Linked DNA regions of Manis pentadactyla: regions 2 and 3 are each linked to region 1. The links are chromatin contacts, called in public Hi-C maps. All regions are on one chromosome and are shown on one strand. Each heading gives the region's core, a stretch centred on a gene start, on an enhancer-like site or on the middle of the called end of the contact. The rest is flanking DNA. Distances are from core to core; before and after follow the strand shown.

Region 1 (3,757 bases), core at 628-3,127:
GATTTTTTTGTATATTGCTCTGGCTGGACATTTTTTGTGAAGTCTTTTCTTACGAACAAACTGCTCTGAAGGAAAATACCCTGGGTACTCACAATGATACAGCCCTCTATCCGCATATTCACTTGCTCATAAAGCCACACCTGAATCCGAGATCTCTGAAATAATCACAAAGAAATGTTAAATAAGTAAACAAAATCATTTTGGTCAAACAGTAGAGAAATACGGCTCCTAAGAAAAACTTTAATAAAAGCCAAGAATTTTAACCCCTTGACTCATATCTAGAATTGACAACCAACACTAGCTCCTTGACAAGAAAAATTCCCACTTAATAAATGCTCTATTGGGACTAAGTTAATAACTGTCCTGCGATCTTAGGACTCAACTATTTCTTACTGCTTCTAGCCTCAATATATTCAGAGGGAAAATTTGTGACAATATGCAAACGCAGACATTTCTAATGACCAAGGGCGTCTTTCTGATCTGCTACAGCAAAATCCAGGTCCAAAACAGCTTTCTCTAGGTTCTCAGTTTTCCATATCTCATACCAAACAACCATAGGAGGAACCTTCAGTTCTAGTTACAGGGGCTTGAAATTAATGTTTTTTTTCAACTGTGCTGTCACAGAGTAAAATCTGTCAGAGCAACAGGAGCTAAATTTTCTTTCAGATGTAATTTAAACACGCTGTCCTGCAAACTCAAAGCGGGAGCTGCTGAAATTCCTCCCAAAACAAAGAGAATGCCACTTAATCCTCTGAATCTATCCCTCCCCTCTTTTTTTCTATACGTAACCTTTCTCCCAGGTACTAAACACAACCTATGACACGGTTTAAACGCTGACTGGATTCTTCTTGTTGTGTTTCAACCTAGGGGGAAGCAGGGTAGAAGGTTCCAATGTTCTGGCCATAATCACTACCAACTAAAGTACCAATACCCCAGCACCAATGTCAGTCACGTCCACCACTACCTACTTTTTGAAATTAGTAATTTTGCTATTGCAAAGTAATAATGGCACAATTCTTGTTGCATGGGGGTTGGCGTGGCTACACACCATTTTATTATTCGGCGCTTTCCTGCACCCCTTCACCTCAAATGCCCCTCCAATCTCGTTTCATCTACTTTTAACTCTAGGAACCAGTGACTAGACAAATGACACAACCAAATAAATTCACCTTTTACTTAAGAAAGGAATTAGGAAACGGCAAACAACTTACGTACATTTTGCAAGTATCTGAAGATGAGGTTCTGCACCAGCGGTTAAGGAAAAAATACACGCAGAGCATAGACTCTGCTCCCTAAAACTGCTCAATCCTACCCCCATACCTCGCCTTTGCTTTCTCAACGAGAGGTCTGGGGTCTACGCAACGAAAAGCGCGCACTGGGACATTAGGGGTCCCCCAAATCCTCGGAAGGAATCCCCTCCCGCTCTGTTCTCCTGGAGTTTCCTTGGAGCCGATGTCTTCCCTCTGGAGACCGACAGCTCCGACTTCCACCCGTACCCAGTCACAGCTGTCTTCCCTCCGCTCCTCCCCTCCACTCGCGCATCTCCCACCGCAGGGGTCGGCCCGAGCCCACCTCCCACCCCACCGGTCCTGCAGCTGCCCGCGCTTTCTCCGGTCTCGGTGGCCCCGGGGGCCCACGGGATGCGGCTCCGCACTCCGCTCCGTCAGGCCTGTCTGCTCCTTCGCCCCCGTGTTCTGACCCGAACCCCCTAGTCCTGACACCCCACGTAGGATACGATGGGCTGCACCATCACTTTTTGCACTTTCTGGCCCTGGCCACGGTACGCCATGGTGGAAGCTAACAAAGACCACACAGCCCCGCACGCTTCCTCAAAAAGCAACGTCCGGAATGAGGAAGCGGAAGCGGAAGTGGGTGGTGCCCGCGCAGCGACCTGAGCGGCTTCTGGGAAATGCCTTTCTAGCCACGGGGAGCGCTTTTCTCGGTGCCTCATAGCACCCGGGGGAGGCCAAAAGAAGGCGACCGCACTTTGGAACGTGAGCCGGTCCTAGAGCGCCACCTGGAGGAAAGCGGGAGGAGCGCCGCGGGGGCAGGCGGCCGACGCACCGGCTCCGCAGCGCCGGCATTTTCTGAGTGGGCAGAGAGCGGAATCGTCACGTGGCTGCCCCTGTCTGTGAAACAGGTTGCCTTAGCGCTTTACCTAAGGCCTGTTTCCCTGGAATCTAGGCTTGACGGCAGCGTGGTAGCGCAGAGGGTAGGGCAGCGAGAAGCCTAAGCCCAGGGCTCCCACATCTAGCGTTCTCAGCCACAGTGCCCGTAAATTCAAAGCCAGACACTGTGGTTTGCTCCAGTAACCAAGTGAAACTTCATCAACTTTATGGGGAGTTATTTATTATAAGGTGGCCACAGACCATGGCTATGTAGCGTGGAAGCCCTGAAATCTGATTGCTGGGCTCAAATCCAGCTCGCTTATGGTGTACGACCAAGGGATAGGTTACTCCACCTGGCCATGTCTCGACTTAGTTGTTAACAAAATGGAGATTAAAATGTTCCTCCTCGTGAGGGTGAAGATTCAATGAAGTAGCAGTGTAACGTTAAGGCCTCAATGTTCGAACATATCGTTTCCTTGGTAATACAGCCGGAGGAGGAGCAGCAGGGATTTGCGAGGCTCTGTCATGGCCTTGTGGCTTGGCAGAACTTGCATTGAATTGGAATACTGACTTATAGACGAGGGAACAAACTCAGAGTTGAAAGGACTCATCTAAGGGGGCACCACTTAGGGCAAGTGGCAGAATCAGAACTTGCCTGAGGCCTTCTGTTGAGGATAATTTTAACGCCGACCTTATAAAGAAGTTGAGAGCAAAAAATAGTAAAGTGATTTTTAAACTATAAGAGCTATAAAACACATGGGATAATGATTTCTTAAAATTTCCCTGCTCCAAACCCAACAGAGGATCTGGTTGTGCAGAGAGGAGACTCAAGATTTGCTGAATTCAAAGATAGCATGGACAGAACACATCAGTATACCCATCCCACCTCAGATGCACAGAGGCTTAGCTCCTTGTTTCTGCATTTTCCTGTATCTCTGAAGTCCTGAGTCCTAAACTCTTGGGGATTGAGCCCTATAACCAATCATTTGATTATACAACTCATTAGAAGTGATTTGCTTTTTTTTCTAAAGATTTTTTAGCATTTAAATCTTTGATCCATCTTGAATTTATCCCAGTATATCCTAGAACTGATACAAGTTTATTATTTCTAGATGGCTACCCAATTTTCCATCACCATTAAAACAACCCATTGTTCCCCATTCAATTTAAAATATCATGTTTATAACATGCCAAGTGTATGTACTGTGTGTATATACATATATATATATGTATATACGCACATATATATATTTCATTCAGTTGATCTGTGTCTATTTATGGACCATTATCACTGTAAAAAGTATTGTAGCTTTATAATGTTTTATTTGATAGTATTAGAATTAGGGAGAAATTTCCTAGCTATTCTTGTTTATGTTTCTTACAAGCTTTAGAATTAGCTTATCTAATTTAAAAAACTTATTTTTACTATGATTACATTAAATTTCAGAACTTAGAATTTTTAAAATCTAAGTATATGATGTCTTTCTATTTGTTTAAAAGTTCCTTTAATTCTTTTAAGTTTTTAGCTTTATTTAGTTTTTAGTTTCTTCTTTCTAGTTTATCATTTAATCATAGATATTTCATCTTTCTTGTTCTTAAAAATTGCCTTTCCTCAATTGTATGATCTAGCCAGTCTTTAGGAAAAAAGT
Region 2 (3,757 bases), core at 337-2,836, 460 kb before region 1:
CATTGGCCAACCCCTACTAGGAAGCTACAGGGCTGGAGGTGGATCAAAGGGAAGACATACAGTGCACCTTCCAAGTCCTCCTGTGTCATATGCCTGAAAGTGTTTTCTGACCAGATCACTCCCAGCTCCACCCGTCTACACATTGGGTTCCTGTTAGCTACAGGATGAAATCTAAACTTTTGACATGCCCTGGTTTCTCTTAAAAGGCAAATTTTTCCCCCTACTGACCTGCATCATAAAGCCTTTGACATGATTCTCAACCCAACAGCCCAGGCCTATTTCCTGTTAGACTTTTCACTCCATCAACAGTGATGGCTCCTGATACTCTTTTCTCAGGCTTCTGAGCTTAGCCTTATGACAGGCACAGAGTAGGCTGCCATAAATAGTAGTACTGTGAACAAGCAGTGAGGGAAGGAGGGAATGCATGCGTGTTTTTGTCCCCCGAGGCTGTTGAGGATCAGGAATAGGATTGTATACACATTATGATATGTGTGCAGAGCAGGCTGTCTGGTCATCAAAATGGTTCATTTTATATCCTCTCATTTGATTTTCATGACAGCCCCGAGTGGTCAGTGGAGTGGACTACCCAAGGTCACACTGCCGTGGGGAGAGAGAAGAAACATGAGCAAGGCCTCCCTCTCTTGGGCTTCTTTTCCCCTTTTCTCATGCACCCTGCAATCACGGGTCCTTTGCACTTGGCTGGATTTATCTTGCAGGAGAACAAAACAAGGTCCCCAGAAATCCTTTGACTTGTGAACTTTATATGGCTTTCTCCCCTACGTAGTACTTCCCCTGGTTATTCAGATTCCTTTCCCAACAGTCCTCTCCTTGAGTTCTGAAAGCCTCTCCCAACTCTGTGAATCCAGGAATTGTGTTGGGTTCGTTGTGCAGTTTCATATTGAGGACAATTTAAAAGCCCCATATCTTGTTTAAAAGACCTTTCTGATACTTCTGTATTTTTTTTTTTAAACTCAGTGAACCCAAGACAGACCGGAATAGTAGCATTTTAACAAACACTTCCTTGACCTCAGGGAAGGGGAAGGATGGCAGTCAGAAGCCTGACTGGGGAGTCCTGGGCATCTGAGGGAGGTGCAGGTCTCCAGACCCCCCGATACCTGAAGGGGATTGCAGAGGAGGGAAGGTGAGCATCAGGTGTTGATCTTCCAGCCTACCAAGTAAGACAGGGGTGCCGTGGTGAGAACAGGATTCGGTACTGAGGGAAATGTATTTTGAGATCTGAGAGCATAGTTACTATGCAAACCTGATGCAAATGAGGACCTGGCCAACGACTGGTGTCTTCTGGGTGGAAGCTTTAGGAAAATTCCTCTAGAGACCACTGCTCAAAGACAGGCACTGGGGGTCAGAATGTTAAATATAACCTACTGTATGCAAGAAGTTTTTCCTACCGTCGTTGGGTTGGAGGACCCTCTACTTTCCCTCCCCCACGGGTCGTTGATTGCTATTCCCTGGGGCTCAGGTCGGACGAGCCGCTCCAGCGAACAGGAAAACGAATGAGGTTGAGGGTGCAAAGCGCGGAGACAGCTCCTCCCAGCCCCACCTCCGCCCTCAAGGTAGGGGCTCTTCCAGACTTCGCTGTCTTAACCGTGGGGGGAATTCCTCAAACCGAGAGCTGGATCTCGAAACGCAGTCATTTCCAGCCCAGTGATGTGGCTTCCTCTGCCACAGAGCACAGGGTTCCAGCAGGGAAAGGCAAGGACGGTCTGCAAAAGCCCTCGCCCAAGTGGGAAGTGGAAATGCCGGCTCCCGGCTTCCTGAAGCACAACTAGACACCAGCGCGTTTCTCTCCCCCCGCGGGCCGGCAGGGCGGGCGGGGAGGCGAGCGGAGCGGAGGGGAGGGGAGTGCGGTCAGGGCTCCGCGCCCGCCCCGCCCTCCGCCCGCGGCCGACCGGGCGCTGCGGGCTGGAGCCGGCGGCCCGGCGCTCCCCGTCCCGGCAGGGTCTGGCTGAGCCGCGCGTCGCCGTGCAGTGCGCCGGGTCTCCGGGAGATGGCTTCTCGCCTCTCGCCCGCTGCTCCCGCTATTGTCTCGCCCGGGGCTGCCTGACCGTGGGGCCGGCGCACGCTCTCGGCCGAGAGGACGTTCTCCGCTCCAAGCTGGTCCTCGCGCCTCTTCTGCCTCCCCGCTGCCCCGGGGATCCGGGCCCGGCGCCGGCCGCTGGTAGCCCGAGCGGGGAGCGGTCCGCGCGGAGGAGGTGTGCGGCCGGCTGGCGCGGGTGCGGAGACGCCGGGGCTGCGGAGCACGGACCCCGCGCCGCGGAGTACAAGACACGTCGGGTCTCGCAGGAAAGCCTTGGCGAGCACAGGTAGGACGCGCCGCCGGGGAGAGCCCCAGGCCGGGGGCTGCAGACTGCCCGCGGAGGGGAGGGAGCCGAGGTCAAGGGGCTCTCCCTCCAACATGGCAACAGCCGAGGTGCAACAATGGAAGGAGTCGCGGGTTCCCGGCCGCTGGCTGAGCCGCGGAGCCGTGGGCGCCAGAGCTCCGGCCCGCGGTGCCCAGCAGGTTGCCGACCCCACCGCCACCCCACTCTCGCAGTTTCGGGGGTTCTTGGGCCCCCGGGTGTCCCCGTCCCACCCCGTTCCCACACTTCCTGGCTCACAGCTGCAAAGCGATCTGAACCAGCCAATGGTTTCGGGGTTCGTTCGGTTAAAATGAGAAATATAACACAAAACCTGCCCAGAAGTGGGGGTGGGGGGTGCTTTCTCTTGTAGTGGGTGAAAAGTCAGCACATGGCCTGGGAAGTATATACATTTTTTTAGCCAGACGAATGGCAGACTTGGCTTCTCCCTTATAAGGACACCGCAGCAAAAGGAGACCCTGCGGGAGACGGAGAGGGACCCGGACCCTCAGCTTGAGCTCCTGGGGCCTCAAGGGAGGCGCTGCTCTCCGGGCCTGTGCTCTCATTTGCAGCTCCCCACAGCGGCGGCTTTGATGTTGGGGAGCGATCGCAGCAGCAAGCCCAAGGGAGGCTGCCAAGCTGGGGTGAGGTGGGGTAGGGTGGGGAGCCCCAGGGGCTTGGCGGGCTCCTGGGCTCTGGGAAGAGGTTACCAAATGTATGAGATTCGTTAGTGTACACACCCGAGTTGGCTGAGAGAGAGAGAGAGAGAGAATGTGTGTATGTGTGTGTGTGTGTGTTGTTGTTGTGTGTGTGTGTTGATGTGTGTAAGCAATCTGCTATTGCTCTTGCTCCCTAAGGCCAGCTTTCTCTCCTTCCATCTCTGCCCCCGTATGGGGTCTTCGTAGCTTCCCTGCCCCAGTCCCACCAGCCATGCCTAGGATGGAATCTCTATTGTCTCCCACTGCCCTGGTATTTTTTTCTCAATGCTGTTGGGGAATTTTGTACCCTGGGCTGGCTGGTCCCAGCATGGCACCAGATTCCTCAGCACAGCTACCCAGCCTCCCAGAAGTAGGCCAGCACTGCCCCTCCTTCTCTTTCTAAACTACCTGACTGCGATGTAGCCAAGCAGATGTAAGCAATTTGCACTGAATTCCAACCCCGTATCGGTCGCCGAATGAGAACTTATCCTATTGCTGCACTAGGCCTTGGAAAGATATTGGAAGAGAAATGGTCCAGGGGGTGGTAAACCTGATCCCCAAATGATGTTCCCCCTCCCACTCCCAATACTAGCTGTGGATCCCAGAGAAAAGAGGTTATAAGGCTTCTGAACTGCAGCTCCTGCAGAGCCTGGCGGTCTCATCTGGGGTTGTGTCAATGGAAAAATTAAGTCGAGGCACATTTTA
Region 3 (3,757 bases), core at 352-2,851, 370 kb before region 1:
TGGGAAGGCTCACTGGCGGTTTCCTTTTCCAGAAAGTTCTCCCCACCACACACCCGGATGTGGCTGATGGTTATATTCGGCAGGCCCATAAGGTCCAAAAGTACAGGATTGTGTTTATAGTTGTTTCCCAGTTATAACAGAATTAGTCATTCGTCTAACACTAATTGGGTGCCCCAGCTAGGTGCTGGGGCTGTAGAGATGAATGAGATGGAGTGCCTGCTCTCGGGAGCACACAGCTCAGTGAAGGAGACAGAGAGTACATCAAGGATTGCCTTACAGCGAGGTAAGTCCACTACAGGGTTATTAATAAGGTGTCATGACACGTAAAGGATGGGCATAGAAATCTGGTGTAGTCAGGAATGGCTTCTGGGAGGAGGTAACACACGGTAGACCCTGAAGGGATGAGTAGGGATCACCTAGGTGGACCAGGGATCAAAATCGCTTCCTAATGCTCACAATGAGTATGCATACTCAACCGATCCCTGCCAACTGCCATGTGGCGCGTTGCTTCCTCTAAAGGCAGCCGTCTCTCCTATTGTCTAATGATTCCCTTGGGTCTGGCACAGGGACTGAATGAACCTGTGCATCTATCGCAGGCCCAGGGGCAGGTCCTGAGTAAGTTGGGAAAGCCGACCGGACCCCAACCTTGATGTAGACCCAGACACAGCCGACCACGTGGGCTCCCGCAACACCCTCTTCATATGCCAGTATTGAAAGCTTGCAACCTGCATTCTGTGTACAGAACACATTCCCTTCTTTTTTTCCGCCCCCCTCTTTTCCCTTTAGTTTTCTAGTTCAAGTTAGGGAGAAGGGACATGAACGCTGTTGGTTTCTGAGCAGGTTTCTAAGGCCTCACTCCGATTCTACTTAGTCATGGCAGGCTTCTGGGAAGAAGTGCCGGGAAAGAGAGCCGAGGGCCAGCTTGCCTGCTGAGGCTGACATCTCTGCAAGAAGGGCCTCCTGGGCGCCTTGCCGCTCATACCCGTGCCACCCTTCCCTGCGTTTGACCTTTGTCCTCCGCTAACCTCCCACCGAGCCGAACCAGGTCTGACCACTTCCCCCTTCCCGTTCGGTGGCTGGACACGTCGCTCAGGTTCCTCACTCGAGGCTCCTGCAGCCAGGCTGGTTTCCCCGCGCCCTGCGCCGGGACTCGGGGACCCGCGGCTGCGGCTGCGAATCACCTTCCGAGGCGGCGGCTGGGCCCCGCCTCCCTCGCCCGCCGGTGGTTCAAGTGCGGGCGCGGAGCTGCGAGCGGAGCGCCACCGCCCCTCGCTCGGCCGCGGCCACCTGCTCGCTCCGGGAGGGACCGCGGCGCCGCGGGGCGCAGCCCGGCGGCAGGAGTCCTCGCCGCGCCGGCCGCCGGTCCTGAAGTTCGGGCGCCGTCCGGCGGGAGCGCCGACCCCGGCAGCAGGCGGCTGCGGTCTGGGGCCCGGCCCGGCCCGGCCAGGGTTAAGTCTCGCTGTTCCCTGCTGCCCGGCGGGCGGCCAGCCGCCGCCAGCGGGAGGCCAGAGCCGCCGCCAGGGACCCAGGAGGGGCGCCCGAGCCGCCGGCCCGCGCGGCGCCCCCCCGCCCCCCACCGGCGCTGCCTCCAGGAGCAGCGGGCCCTCGCAGCGCCCGGGGCCGGCCAGCGCGAGGGGCTCGGGACCCCGAGATGGCCGAGGAGATCGACTGGCTGGACTTGCCCGGCCGGTGGACCTACGGAGTGGACCGCGGGGGCAGAGTCTTCTTCATCAAGTACGTTGGCCCCTCTCGTTTTTTTCCTGCCTTTTTCTTTAAAGTTGTCCGACTTGAAAGGTGGCAGGGCTGGGGGCCGCCCGCAGAGAGTGGGGGGAAGCGGTGGCTGAGCAGCAGGCATGACTAATAAGTTTATCGCCGCCTGTTTGAATGTGTCTCCCGCCTTCTCCTCAGTGGGTCAAAGTCCCTCTCGGAGGGCAGGGTTGGGCAGGGCGGGCGCTGGCCTTTCCCTCCGCTGCAGGCACAGGTGCGGAGTGGGGGGCCCTGAGGAGGGTGGCCAGGCCCCGGGCCCGGCCTGCAGCGCCGTCCTTTCCGCTCCGCCACTACATGGCCAGGGCTGTCTCTTCCCCGAGCCCAGAGCTGCCCAGGGCAGACTCGGGCTTGACCTCACATCAGGAGACCCTGCCTCTACCGCCAGCCCCGGGCACTCCCTCGCCCCGGGGCCCAGTGTGCCAGGGCGGCAGCCCCTTCCTTCCTGCTTCCTTGTGGGCCAGTGGTCAAGGGGAAGGAGAAGATGCCTGCAGTTCGTTTGGCGTTCTTTGGAGAGACTGGGCCTTCGCGGCTCTCAGTAATATATTAGCGCTGTTGTATTAATTTCATAAACCAAAATGGCTCTGGCATAATCTCATTATAACAGAGTGGCCCCGCCGGTGCTCCTTTGGCCCGCTCCCTCTGTAGTCATCTTTTGCCAGGATAGAAATCTCCCGGTAATACAGCAAGTCTAGAAGCGTTCTGAGCGGTTACCCATACGTGGTGAGTTTTCCTGTCCTCAGATGGCCACTCACAGAACATTAGAGCGGAAAGGGACCTTGCCGCAACCCCCTCAGTTTTCAGATGGGGGAACGGGAGGGCTTGTCGGAGAGAACACCACCTGTTAATCAGAGCGCTGCCTCCTTTTGCCTTGTACCCAACTGCCTTTGCAGGGCCTCAGGTGGCCACTGGCCTCTCTTTGGTGTTTTTCAGTCTCCACATGTGCTTTAGTCCGTTTTTCTGTAATTATCACCTCCATGCCCATAATCGATGCCGTAATTAGATTATCTTAAAAATTAATTCTGCTAAAGTATTTGACCCTGGGTCAGATTCTTAAATAACGGAACTTCTGCAGTATTAGAACTAGAGTCCCTTTTGTCCGTGGTTTGAAACTTTAGAGTCACAAGATTCACTTAAAGAAGGCCTATGAAAAAGGCCAAGTCCTGAGCCCTACCTCCAGAGATGACGATTCAGAAGGGTTGGGGCAGGGCCTTGGAATCTGAATTTCCATCATCTCCTCAGCTATTCTGATGACGTTAATTTGGCTCTTCTCGTCTTTCTTCCCAATCTCTTGCCTGCCTACCAGCTTCTTTCCATCCTTCAGTCCACAAACACTCACTGAGTATCCACTATTTGCTGCAGTGCTAGGCATGGGAGATAAACAACAATAAGATACTTGTTTTTCCTTGAAGGTAGGAGGGAGAAGATGCAAATGAATACTTAGAAACTAAGTGGATATATTCTAAAGGTATTGGCAGGATGGTGGAGGAACACAACAAAGAAAAGTGACATTTTCCAAGGAGGAGGCTTTTGAGGGGATTGTGGAGGAGAGAGACTAGGGTGAAAGAAGTCCTGGAGCAGAGGCCTATGGGAAGAGGTGTCGGATGGGTGCCAGGCACAGGTTGTCTAGAACAATCTGCAGGGGTCAGCAGAGAGAGATGGAGTAGAGGCCGCCAGGGAGTTGCAGAAGATGAGGCAGAACAAGCAGAAATGGGGCACTTTAGAGAGGCTTCGGGGCTTCAGCTTGATCCTGTAGGTGATGGGGAACCAAAGGAGATTTTCCGCAGAGGCTCCACATAAATAGATCTACATTTTCAAAGATCTTTCTGGCAGCTGCGTGGGCGAATGACAATTTGGGAGATGAACAGGGAGGCCGGGAGATGAACTTGAGGTGCGGAGAACAGTGAGGTGATTGCGGAAGTCCAGGAGATAGCTGACAGGGACCTGACAGGCGGGGGGTGGGGAGAAATCTTCAGGAGGAATTGAGAGTGTG

Evidence for each region. A called contact is a pair of places that touch in the nucleus more often than the background predicts.
Region 2: a Hi-C map of fibroblasts shows a contact between it and region 1, with 10 times the contacts expected there. The contact joins the promoter of PIK3C2B here to the promoter of SNRPE in region 1. A contact is called at or near these places in 2 of 3 Hi-C or Micro-C datasets (fibroblasts and skin fibroblasts).
Region 3: a Hi-C map of fibroblasts shows a contact between it and region 1, with 4 times the contacts expected there. The contact joins the promoter of PLEKHA6 here to the promoter of SNRPE in region 1. A contact is called at or near these places in 2 of 3 Hi-C or Micro-C datasets (fibroblasts and skin fibroblasts).

Annotation. Positions count from the first base shown.
Region 1 is chr9:123,685,510-123,689,266 of mManPen7.hap1, forward strand. It overlaps SNRPE (small nuclear ribonucleoprotein polypeptide E), which reads right to left and starts at 1,878. Exons shown (of 5, transcript XM_036909642.2): 1 at 1,736-1,878; 2 at 1,216-1,242; 3 at 93-155. The coding sequence starts at 1,789.
Region 2 is chr9:123,227,532-123,231,288 of mManPen7.hap1, forward strand. It overlaps PIK3C2B (phosphatidylinositol-4-phosphate 3-kinase catalytic subunit type 2 beta), which reads left to right and starts at 1,587. Exons shown (of 34, transcript XR_005029704.2): 1 at 1,587-2,321.
Region 3 is chr9:123,318,969-123,322,725 of mManPen7.hap1, forward strand. It overlaps PLEKHA6 (pleckstrin homology domain containing A6), which reads left to right and starts at 1,602. Exons shown (of 29, transcript XM_036909653.2): 1 at 1,602-1,734. The coding sequence starts at 1,652.